Regions from separate parts of the Mus musculus genome. Here region 1 is linked to region 2. A link is a contact called in public promoter capture Hi-C data. All regions are on one chromosome and are shown on one strand. The core of a region is the stretch at or near the end of the contact, and the rest is flanking DNA. Distances in the headings are between cores, read along the strand shown.

Region 1 (6,450 bases), core at 2,103-4,602, 230 kb before region 2:
GTCCCTTCCCAACAAATTCTTATTTAATTTCCTGCAGTGAGACCTGGGCATTGGCTTAAAATATTTTAATATCCTTAAGTTATTCAGAGGTGTGAACAGGCTGGCTATAGCAGGGATATGGAAGCCTTAGAAACCATGGCATAGAAATGCCTGTACCCCAAGTTAAGAAATACTCGTTTTACTTAAGAAGCAAATAAAAAGGTGCACACAGAGAACAGCAAGGCAACTGCAGGATGGTGGTGCCCTGGCAGAGGCATCAAGTACAGGGATCAGCGACGCGCATGTGTGGTTGAGGGATGAGAGAGTCTTACATTGAGCTGTAGACCCTAAGAGGGAGATGCAATATAGAACTAAGTACAGAAATATGTCAGTCAAGAACAAATATGTCAGGCAAGAACAAGAGATCTTGCTGGCAATATCCATTCTGTGTGTCTATTCTGTGTCGCGTGTGTTCAGGCAAGGTACCAAATAAACAATGCCTTTCTAACCTACTGTTTACCTTTCAAAATTCTACCTATAAAAGACAGATTATGACTTAACATTATTTAAGGATTAAATTCATTAATCAGTAAGCAAATTATTGAACTTCCAAAGTAGAAAAAAAATATTGATGGAATGTCAAGACAAAGATCGAAAGGGATGGTCTAGATAGATGCTTTAGAGACTACATTTGGAGGAAGAACACAAAGAAGAGGGTGTTTAAAAGATGGAGGAGGGGAACACCAGGGCTAAAAAGGGGGAGTGGGTGGGTAGGGGAGTGGGGGTGGGTGGGTATGGGGGACTTTTGGTATAGCATTGGAAATGTAAATGAGCTAAATACCTAATAAAAAATGGAAAAAAAAAAGATGGAGGAAACCATTGTAGTCTCTGTTTTCTCCAAAAACAAGCTCCTTTGATGAGGGCTAAGAGCTACAGTTATTCATGGATATAAGGGTAAGCATTTAGAATACAGAATTATACTGGTTTAGGAAAAACAACAGTATAGATTCTCCTCTAAGATTCATGACCCTGCTAGCCATAGGCTAAGTTTATAGTGCTTGTTTAATTTCTTTCCTGTTTAAAGGGTTTAGTCCAAAAAGACAGATGTTGGTTACAGCCAAGACAGAAGAGCCAATATTGTGCTGTTGCACATCTACAATAGTACCTCTACATCTAAGGAAGGCTCAGCGACCATCATGGAAGAGTGGGCTGAAAGAGTGTAAGACCTGGAGGATCAGGAAGTCCACCATGAGATTGTGTCTTTAAGATGTAACAGGGAAGCCATACACAGAACAGCTCAGCAATGTGGCTGCCTAAATGAGACCCAAACAAAAACACCACCAACTGACTTGCCAACATGGATAAGAGAACTCTCATGGGGTGTCAAGTCTAGATAAAGAGCTATAGGCAAACCATGAGTGCTGACAAAGGGAGAATTAGTGTCCCCAGATGTTAGACCCTATTTGCCTTTCCAATATCAGGTAGTATTGGAAAAAGCCATAAAAACATATACGTATAATCAACACTAGAAAAAAAATTGCAAGACAAAAAGCTAAGACAGCGTGAACAATTCAAAGAGAAAAGGATTAATAACATGTCTACTCCATAGCACCTGCCCAGATGGTTTTCGGTTTATCAGTGTTCACCAGATTTGACAATTCTAGGATAAGATTAAGAGAACTGAGACATTATCTCAGTGAATTTGCATCAACATTTAATTTTATAATTAAAAATAGTTATATAGCTTTTAACAAACACCGATACCACACACTCAATTCTGTCCTTACACCAAAAATAACTCACCCATAAAGGCAGTGTCTGGATTTTATTTTGTTTGTTTTGTTTTGTTTCTGGTTTTTTAGGGGGTGGGTGGAATTTGAATGTGTGCATTCAGAAAGCAGGTGTGGTGAAAGACGGGAGTTGAGTTTGAGTGGGACCACCATAGAGAAGGCATCCTCTGTCCACAACTCTGTTTCTTTAACTGTAGGCTGGATGGCAATCCACGCATGCGCACGCAGAGACAGACAGACACGCACACACATACAGAGAGAGAAAGAGAGAGAGAGAGCACTCCTCAGCAAGATAGAGAAGCTGAAACCATTGAAAGGACATCAAGGGGTAATGATCTTAATTTATTTGAGGAAACTCGAGTCTCAATAAATTATTTGAGGCAGTTTCAACAGTGTTATGATACCGAGATTAGAAAGTAAAAGCTGTACAATATTAACAAGTAGATTTGGGAATATGGTGTGAGGTTGCCAAACTCCTAAATTGGAATAAAAATAGTCCAAATATTTCAGGCATCTAATCGCTAATGAAGTGATTAGTGAATTCTCATTAGTGAAATGGGCACATACTCTTTAGAGTCCCAGCACACACACACACACACACACACACACACACACACACACACACACACACACTGCCTCAGACAGTGTACAAACACTGTGCCTTGAAAGTTCCTAGATGAGAGTTTGTTTTTCTTTCTGGGAGTCTTTCCTCAATCTAAATATGGTACAGATACTACTTATTCTTGCTAATCACAACTGCCATTTAAAGAAAAAAAATCCAATTTATTGTTTATAAATCTTCCGTTCTGAAACTGTAAGAAAAGCACAATGCCTTGAAATAAATTATTCATAAAGACTTCATTGTTGTACCTTTTAACCAAAAGCTGTAAGTTGAGAAAAAGTACACTGAACAAAATAGTTGAGAGAAAATATCTTCAAAGTATTATTAAATAGTTCCCAGCTTTGGAAAACTCATATACCCAGTGTGGTTCCTATGAAGATCAAACATTCACAAAGAAGCTGGGCTTGAGGGAGAAACGCTACGATTTCAGTAAGCATCTGGTTGCTATTTTCTTTTCAAGAATGAATTCACTTAAGGAACCAGTTTAGTTTTGACCATGCTTTTTAAAAGAGAGAGAGAAAGAGAACAAAGGACACTGGCTTTCTGTTTCCTTTGTACGGTGGAGGGTACAGGAAGCATCAAAACAGGGGGTCGCTCCAAGCTCAACTTTCATACATAAGAAAGATTTTTGCAAAGTTACAGTAAATTGAACTCAAGTGTAAACAAGTCAACGGAGTTAAGGCTACATAAACAATACCTTGTGCCCCCCTGTGCCAATTAAAGGAACAAATTCTGTTTGGTTGTAAATACATCAGTATTTCCATAAGCACGGAGGAAAATAGCAATAAACCTAGGCACGCAATTACTGAGTGTCATAATACAATAAAATAGAACGGCACAGCTTTATAAGTTTCTTTGATTCGATTTCTTACATTTTTTTTAAGCCCTGGTTTGATTAGTTAAAGTTCAGAAGCGCTTCCGCTCCTACCCTGAGCCCCATTACTCACATAATAAAAAGCGCCTGCGAGATGAGTTCTAGGGGGAAACTTCGACCAGGCAAAACACACTGCGCCCTTTTAAATGTGACCTTTGCTCTTTTGTCTTCCTGCTAAATAGTTACATAGCAAATTAAAGCCAGGAGCACAGCGAGGTGCTCATAGTGGGGGCGGGGGGGGGGGGAGGGAAGGAATGGGAAGTTCACTAGACTCTCGGGTTTTCAGTTATCAGTGGAAGCGCCTGCAGTGCATATGTACAAACAGCCTAAGGGGACCATGCCCAAAGTGGGCCAGACTAGTGATTTTCCATCCTTTCCTGTTCTGCATCCCCTGACCATACAATGCCAGATGGAGGCTAAGACTAAAAGCCCCAATAACAAGAGGTTTAACGTTTTATCTAGTGTTTCCTCTCTCTCTCTCTCTCTCATTGCATCATAAGCTGGAAGGTGGTATTTACCAGTCTTCCTATACAAGGCGGTAACTCAACTCTCAACTGTATCAGAGACTTGCTTCTGTTCCACCCAAACTCTCTGACCTTGAGAGAAGGACTTTTCCATTAGAACAATTCTGACTGGGTTATGCATGCTCACCCTTAGTCTAGTCTTACTGCAGACAAGCCTTGCTTGAAATCATCTTCTTAAAATGAGAATGCAAAATATTGGCTCGGCTACATGAGGGTTTCCCAGAAAGAGTTTTTGCAATAGGAATACACTAGTTTTTATTTTCTGATTCTTGCCACAGTCTGATTTCTGCTACAGCCGGAGAAATATATCTTCTTCAGAGATCTGTAAATAATTCTGACTTGACAAAAAAAAATATATTCTGTCAGAATTTTCTGAACATATTATTTGGAGTCTACCCTGAAAGCAGGTCAACAACTCCGAGAAAATATGTATTCTCCTTTAGGCACTGCACCATTCTGTGAATTAAGACTTTGATCTTCTAAACAGTACCTGGATGTATGAAAATGAGGGATTTTATGGTGCTTTTCCAATTTTTTTTTTTTTGTCTTTTGCTTGAGTGAAGAATACATTTTGAAAATCCTAGCTCGTAAAATATATATCTTAAAAAAAAATAAGCAGAGAAAATGACAGGGTTGGGAATTTAGCTCAGTGGTGAAGTATTTGCTTAGCAAGCACAAGGCCCTGAGTTCCGTCCTCAGCTCTGGGGTGGGGGGGGGAGGTATTTAAATAGATAAAAATATGTAAAACAGATCAACAGATAACATATATTTTGTGAAAGGAAAATATTGGAATAGTGCAAAATGGATCTTTTGCATTTTGCCTTTAACATTACAACTGCCAAGAATCATACAGAGGACATTGCCCCGGGGACAATATGGAATCATTCTTGTTGCTTTCTAGGTTCACAAAATCAAAAGCTGTCTTCTCACTCTCACATTCTCTTCACTAGAAAACGCCTTTAGGAGATACTGCTTGCTACCTTGCTAACTTTCTTTACAGAATTGTAGCATCTGGAGAATGAACCGTCACGTCTAAGGATGTAGCCTCTTCAAGTCTGCAAGTCCTGCTCTGACTTTTCTGCCTGGGTTTCGAGTGTTCATTTACCTGTGCAAAGCCTAGAGTGCCTGCATCTAAGTGTGTTTGAACTCATCTGGCCTCTCCTCAAAGCAACAGGCAAAGAGAAGAGACTCTTGAATGCTCCTTCATCTCCCTGCCCAAAGAGCACAGTGCTTGTAAGAAAAGTCTCCAGTCTGCACTTAGATGACATACATGCCCAGGCCACATGCGTGAATCACCCCTGTTACATTTATACTATTTTTGCCATGGCACCAGATTAGCCCATGAGTGGAACATCACTGTTCTTCTAAGGTTATATAAGAAGCCAAGTGTGGAGGCACATGCCTGCAATACAAGGAAACTGAAATAGGAGTGTGGGTTCGAGATTAGCCTGGGTTATATACTGAGTTCCAGGCCAGCCTGAGCTATCTACAGAAATCCTATTTAAAAAAAACGAAAATAAGTAGCAAATATTTTACAAACTAAATTGTAAGATAAATTTTAAGATAGTCAGTCTTGAGGCCTAAAAAGCGATGTGCTTTTTAATCTTTACTTCTTTCTATAGTCAATAAATACTTATCTGTATATAGCAGGAATGATTTTAAGTGATCAGCAGAAATATATGTTTCTGTATTTGGGAAATTTTCAGACTATGCATAAGTTTAGGCTATGCTAAGGTAACGTGTCTAAACGTCATGTTTCCAATCCAGACTTCCTCAGGAGAACATGTAGACTGAGATCTTCCCATTGGCAAAACATCTAGACTGTTTAGTTAACCCCAGCAGCGCATCCGTATGGCAGGTCACATTTTACATCTACTTTCCCACAGAGGAAGATCATATTCTCCTCTCTGTCACTAGATCCCACAATACCTATATTATCTTCCATCCCTAGAGTCTTACTATAGACTATTCTCGCGTCAATATGAATGTATATATTCATTAAGAATGTTAAGCCGAGCCGAGCCTGGGGAGCACACCTCTGCTTCTGTCCTGTCCTATAGCTTAGGTTTGTGATCACCAGAGTCCATAGTCCACCGCAGAAGACGTTTTGGTGGCTAAGTCCTTAGTACTAGGCATGGCTAATATTAACTATCAACTAGACAGGGTCTAGAATCTAGAGGACGAGACTGTGAGCATGCCTGCCAGGGAGCACCCTTACTGTATTAAGGACTTGACATGGGAAGATTGGCCCACTGTGGGTGGTGCCATTCCCTGGCTGGGATCCTAGACTCTGTAAGTAGAGAAACGATGCTGGACAGTTGCTACATTCAGCAATCTCTGCTGCTGATGGTGGCTGCCGTGTGAGCAGCTACTTCAAGCTCCTTCCTCCAGACTTCCCAGCAATAATGACTATACATTGAGCAGTGGGTGAAGACAAAGTCTACCTCCCACAGACCGCTCCAGTTGAGGAATGGATAGCAGGAATAGCAGGAGGAACTAAGATAACACTTGCAGACAATTTAAATCTCTACTGCCTTATAGAGTCATTTTCAGTACAAACAGTAAAGAAAACTTTGAATAGCCTTTCACCGTGAGAGTTTTAGATGAAGAACAGAAGAGTAAGATGCTAAAGAAACATCTGCAAGGGAACTTCTGTCTATA
Region 2 (6,463 bases), core at 936-3,435:
GAGCAGAACTGGTATCCTGATCCCTGCCTTATTCCTCTGAGACAGCATCTCTCATTGAAGCTGGAGATTGGCATTTTCTGCTAGGTTGGTACCCTTAAGCACCAGTGACCCTCTGGTCTCTTGTGGGAAGCCACATGTGCCGTTGCAGAGTGGCACTGGCTACTGCTGGCCACAATGCATAAGTTTAGGCAAACAACCAGTGTGTACATATGCAGTAAAGTTTTTTGCCAAGATACTGCCTGGCCTGGGCATGATAATGAGGTTCTGTGAGGTACTGAGAGAATAACCAATCAAATGTGAGACATGCAAATGAGGTATGATAATGAGGTTTTGTGAGGTAGTGAGAGAGAATAACCAATCAGATGAGGAACATGCAAATGAGGTATAGTGCATAACCAATCCGGGTGTGAGACACGCCTCTCCTAGGCCTATAAAAGCAGCACCAGTTCTGGGCTGGGGTCTCTCTTCACCTCTGCAATCAAGCTCTCCCAATAAAGTGTGCAGAAGGATCCTGTTGCAACGTCTTTCTTGCTGGCGAGTCAGGGCACGCGCAAGAGTCTCTGCCCTTTTTCCTACCTCCTGCAGTGCTAGGGTTATAGGCCATATCGAGCCTTTTCCTTTTGATGGGAATCTGAGCCCAGGTCCTTACACTGTGCAGCAGATATTCGTAGACACTGAGCCATCTGCCCAGCCTGATAATTACTATTTTCAATTAGATTTCAAAATTACCCTTATCTTCGGTTTTTGAGGCTTATACATGCAATACCCCCTTTCTGTACCCTAGCTCTTGATTCCCACATCAGTTTCTTCAGTGTCAGGTTTATTCACCTGAGCTGAATTCATAGGCAAGTATAAACTGAAATAGTATTTGCCAACTTTAATCCAGTCTGTATTTTGTGTGGTGTGAGCGTTGTCGGCGTGCTGAAGATTTTCGTATGTGAGTGAGTGAGCTTTGGCCTGGCTGGTTTGTGCTTGTGAGTTGATCATTTGTGTTTCATCTCCAGGTGCCAGTACAGTGGTCAGATATGGTTACTTTGAAAGCCAGAATGACAAATTACGGCTTACCGAGGTATAGATGGCTTACACACGCTTGGAATTATTTTCAGAGAGAGGTAAGTGCTGCTGTTCCTGGAGGTAGAAAGTATAGAATAAGTGGCAGGTTGTCAAAACAGGCATTCAAAGCTTTGGTTTTGATCATTTATCTGAACGGAAACCTGAAGCCTGCATAGTCGTCACTGGTGCAGTTGTTTTGTTTTGTTTTGTTTTGTTTCGTTTTGTTTTGTTTTTTCTCCAGCATGCCTTGAGTCACTCAAGCCTGTGTAGACATCACTGGGACAGTTTTTTTTTCTCCAGCATGCCTTGAGTCACTCAAGTCTATGTAGACCATTGGTGCAGGTTTTTCCCAGCATGCCTTGAGTCACTCCATGTGTGTCTTTTCGTCTCACATACATCTCTCCTCCTCATTTCTTCTGGCCTACATGAGCTTGTTTAGAAGTGCGGGTGAGCTACTCTCAAGTTTCTATTTAATGACTTATTTAATAAATATCTAAAGTTTTACTTAGATCTTTCTCTTTTATGATAATTTTCTATTTTTAGAGATACCCATGTCCTATGTTTTAAACATCACTTTAACATTTTAAAAGTTTTTTCCCCCCATTGGGAATTTAGCTAGTATAAACATTTTTTTTAAAAGTCAGGATGTCCTTGATTCAAATGCTAGCTCTGCTACCTAGTATCAGTTCCCTTATCTCGTAAGCCTCAGTTTCCATGCCTACGAAATAGGACCAATACAGATGCTCACTTCATGGAGTGTCGAGAAGAGTGAATGGAATCATCAACTTGGTCTCATTTATCATATGCTTATTAATAGTGACATTGCATGACATTCTTTTGTTCCAAACTGTTTTACATTTCATCCAAGAATCTCAAGTGGAAATCTAGTGACTTGAGATTAATCATCGATTTTGCCTCAGACCAGTTCTCCTAAGTTTTTTTCCTTGTGAATGGAATGGCGTCCCTCGGAGACTAAGTTAAGCATCTTAGCTTGCCTTCCGTTCTCAAGCTCTGGACCAGGACGTGTTTGGGAAGGAGTATCTCACTAGATAGCCAGCTAGCTACTCATTCTGCTGTGCCTATGCCCACGGCAGAGGTTCAAGTCTAGGGCAGTCTCCAAACCTGGCTTTGTGCCACTCTTGCTGAGATGGCGAAATTATCAGTGTCACACAGATTTCCTGATATTCCGTTGCTTCCTGACTTTGTTTGTTTGTTGCACAATTAGACTGAAAACAACCCCGTGAAAAGACGTGTAAAGCACCAGGGCATTTATAGAAGGCTGTGTTCAGGAACTGCCCCTGCTAGAGCTCCCAGAATCTTTATTTTTCTGGAACTTAGAATGCAAACTGTGGTAACCCAGGTTGAGAAATAGCGAACCCTTTTTCCTTCTTTCAGGGCTCCACCTCCATGGACCATAAACAAGTGCTACAAATGCTATATCCTGGCTTCACTTGAAATATTCTCTCTTACCTCACAATTCTAGTTTGCATAAAAAGAGTGGCGAATCCGTCCAAATATCCAGAAGGCATTCAAAGCCCTTTATTAGTCTGGCAGGACTGCCACACTGAAGTATCACACGTGCGGTCACTCAGGACAAGTGTCTGTTCACTCTTCTGGAGGCCGAATGTTCAAGAGTGTCAGTATTGATGCTCTTTGAAGCCTCTTCCTTTGGCATGTAAAAGCCTTCGTCCCATGTCCTCCCATTGTCTTGTCTTTATATGTGTCCATGTTTAATTTCCTCTTCCTATAAGGATATCATTCATACCTGATTAAGCCCATGCTGTTGACCTTATTTTAGATTACTTACCTTTCCAGTGGCTCTCTTGACATGAACAATCTCATAAGTACAGGGGTTAGAATTTTAACATAAAAATTTAGAATGGGAGAGACAACTCAGCCTAGGACAATTTTTCTCCTCTACAATAAACACACCTTTGGAACTCATTTGTTGTGGTCCTGCACGTGGGCTGTAACTGAATGGATCTTGCATAATTCTTAGTGACGCTCCCTAATACCTTATTTTAAACATAATTTTTCAATAAAAACATATATATCTAATGGTAGCGCTTGTGTAAGCTTTGGAATCATAGTTGCTGCCATTTTCTGACTGATCAGAAAGTCCCTTCACCTATTGAGGGGCTCAGTTTATTTATATGTAAAAATAATGATTCTATGAATTTATGAAATTCCTAGGCAAATGGATGGACCTGGAGGGCATCATCCTGAGTGAGGTAACCCAATCACAAAGGAACTCACACAATATGTACTCACTGATAAGTGGATATTAGCCCAGAAACTTAGGATACCCAAGATATAAGATACAATTTGCTAAACGCATGAAACTCAAGAAGAACGAAGACCAAAAAATAAATAAATAAATAAATAAAAATAATGATTCTATTGTGTTTTCTAGAGCTTAACATAGCATCAGCTTGGAGCAGAGCTACCTTGAAATGAACCTGTTGTCTTCTTGGCAGGTAGTGACAGAGCACAGACTTGAGCTGGTGTAATACTGAGTTCACTCACCTTCAGGAGGTTCAGAAAGCCTTCGTACAGATCCACAGCCCTCTGTGGATAGGCTCTGAAACAACTCCGTAGGAAAGAACGGATGTCAGCAGCTCTTTAACAATGTTGGCACTGAACACAGCATGTTCAAGTTATTTGGAAAAGCCACTGCTATGGAAGTCTTCATTTCCTGACAGAGCCAGATAAATGGGCTGCTCCATTGTGACTGGAAGTAGGGTGCTCTGAGAATGGCCCTGGCTTGCCGCTTAGAAAGGCTTGCCCCTCTAAGAAATGGGGAAAGACAGTTTTCTCTGGGTAAAAGACTTTTAAAATAGTGACCTCAAAATGCGATCATTTAAAATATTTAGGAAGTGGAGTCTTTAAAGATGCGCTTTATTTTCAGGACTCCCAATACTTTGTGTCAGAATCTCTGACGTTTATGCTAACCTTGTGGTGCTACGATGTTGCGTAGTTGTGACGTTTGTGATACACCCACGCTTTCTAAACACTACGGAAAATGTCTTATAAGTTTCTCAAAACTCTTAGTATTAAGAGCTTATCACTCAAGGTGCTTTTGTGATGCCGCTTTATATTTAAATCATAAGCTCTTTAAATCATAAGCGTTTCAGGCAAGTGAGTGGAAATGTCCCAAGTACACTGAGCATTTTCCTCGCTTGCTGTTGCATGAGGAATTCGGAATCCTTCCAAGTTGGTTTTGGTTAAGCTTTGAAATGGCGCTGGATTGTGATATTTTATGATTCCGTGTTAATCTTGAGCACGGATTGGTCTCCTGGGCGAAGTAATTTGCATAACCATCCCTCTTGGCAGGGTTCTTCTCCGTGACTGCCCATATTCCTTCCTTCCGACTGTCTAGAAGAGGATTTCTCTGTTATCCAAGGGCAAAGCTGTCCTGATCACAGTTGCTTTTTCTAAATCCAGGCTGCACATGCCTTCAAGCCCTGTTTGTAAGCCTTCATCAGCGTTTCTGACAATCTTTGGTGAAGCACAACTGAAAGTGTTCTTAACAAGGCTTAGCGCCAGACAAGCTCGCATTCTTAAGTTCAGCTACATTCAAGCTAGGCATGCCATTATTTTTCTGAGATTATAATGATATAATATGCTAGCTTATCAGGAACCTCACTCTCCTGGGTAATAATAAGTCAAACAAATATCTATTTACAGAATTTTTGCCTTGATTAAGGAAACCAAGATGGCTGGCTACCTTTGAGATGTGAGTTTCAGTCAACAAGTTTTTGGTTTTTTTATTTCCATGGAATTTGTGGAAACTTTCATCACAATAGTTGAATTTTTAGTTATACTAGTGAATAGATAATAAGCAAAATGGTTAGCTACTCTCTGCTGACTAGAAGTTAATGATAATGAAAGACTAGCTATTGAATTTGTAAGTGTGGTTGACAATTCTTTCATCGCTGTGATCATCTGCAAAACATCTTGAAGTTGGAGACTGTGACACCGACTTGCTTTTAGGAGGGGTGGGTGTCACAGGTCAGAACTGTTCCATTATGGAATGGTGAGTTTGCTGTTCCTGTATGATGTTTTCATCCCCAAGATAGAATGCACAGACATCTCCGGCTGATGAGGGACGTTTAACTCAGTCCAAACATTTAAGACATCAGCTCTCTCAATTCTATTAGGTTAAACAGAAGCTGTTCTGTGTCGTTTCTAAGTGTGACTGGTGATTCTGTTCTAGTTTAAGTGCTGTGGAGTGGTGTACTTCACTGACTGGTTGGAAATGACAGAAATGGACTGGCCTCCCGACTCCTGCTGTGTCAGGGAGTTCCCAGGGTGCTCCAAGCAGGCTCACCAGGAAGATCTCAGTGACCTTTACCAAGAGGTAAGACCATGCGTGGGCATCATATCCCGGACAAACGTCCCAAAACACTCTTCAACACTATGCTGATTAAATTTCCACTTTTTGTGTATATCATTAGACCTCATTTTTCTTTTATCTCTGATACATGATTTTTTAAAAAGTGAAAAATCACAGTAACCATATTTCAACAAACAGGATTGAGAAAGACCTAGTTCATTAATTGAATTTTATCTTTTTTTTTAATAATCACTCTCATTAATTAGATTTTACACTTTAACGCCTACAGCCGGATCCTATTGTGCTCTTCTAGAGCTCTTGAAAATAGGCACGTGCAGATCATGCAGCTAACGGGTTCTGTGCGGGAAGCCTGGGCAGACTGGTTTAGGGCCTTGATGTAAGAGAGACAAAACTCTCCTGAGAAAATTATGTGAGCCGCTCTCTGGTTCCCCCTGCTGGTAGTAACCGGTAATCTCAGTTTTAGTTTGCTGAAACATTTTACTGGGTTTAAAAATCAATCATTTGGTGCCCCCCAAATTCACTTATTGTGCATTCTTCCAGGACTCAGTTGCTCTTTCGTAGGAATTTTTATGTTCCTTTGTCCTTAGGTGTTTCACAGTGAGTAATGGGATACCATTCTCAAGTTAAAATGTAAAGTTTATCTGTAAGCTGGGCTACAGAGATGGCTCAGTGAAATGGTTAAAAACATTACTTACTGCTCTTACAGAGAACTGGGGTTTAGCTCCTAACGCTCACTTTGTGTCTAAAAACTATAACTCCACCTTTAACTCTAGTTCCAAGGGATATGGCACCTCCTCTGATCTCTATAGGCTCCTGCACACACATGTATACACCTAAAATGAGGCACACACAACACACACACACACACAAGTTAATTAAAGTTTTGCTGAAAGTTACAGTAGCCACTGGCTATGCGTGATTATTTTCATTAAATTAGATTGAGTACTTAAATTTTCATTTCTTAAGCCGGGCGGTGGTGCACACCCAGCGCTCAGGAGGCAGAGGCAGGCGGATTTCTGAGTTCAAGGCCAGCCTGGTCTACAAAGTGAGTAC

What was found. Capture Hi-C pulls out chosen DNA fragments and counts their contacts.
Region 1: a contact with region 2 is called in a promoter capture Hi-C map of adipose tissue, with 2.6 times the contacts expected there. The contact joins two enhancer-like sites. A contact is called at or near these places in 4 of 9 other capture datasets (adipose tissue, embryonic stem cells, liver and 1 more).

What each region holds. Positions count from the first base shown.
Region 1 is chr6:22,022,938-22,029,387 of GRCm38.p6, reverse strand. The region is part of intron 2 of Cped1 (cadherin-like and PC-esterase domain containing 1); the gene reads right to left. Among named protein-coding and RNA genes, the nearest start is that of Cped1, 40 kb to the right of the region's middle. Within about 2 kb of position 3,352, at least 66 of the 459 cell types and tissues checked have an H3K27ac peak or open chromatin away from gene starts, as enhancers often do. A contact at or near this core is called in adipose tissue and liver, where this site is marked.
Region 2 is chr6:21,794,528-21,800,990 of GRCm38.p6, reverse strand. It overlaps Tspan12 (tetraspanin 12), which reads left to right. Exons shown (of 9, transcript NM_173007.4): 7 at 1,005-1,112; 8 at 5,270-5,413. Among named protein-coding and RNA genes, the nearest start is that of Gm30270, 55 kb to the left of the region's middle. Within about 2 kb of position 2,185, at least 8 of the 459 cell types and tissues checked have an H3K27ac peak or open chromatin away from gene starts, as enhancers often do. A contact at or near this core is called in adipose tissue and liver, where this site is marked.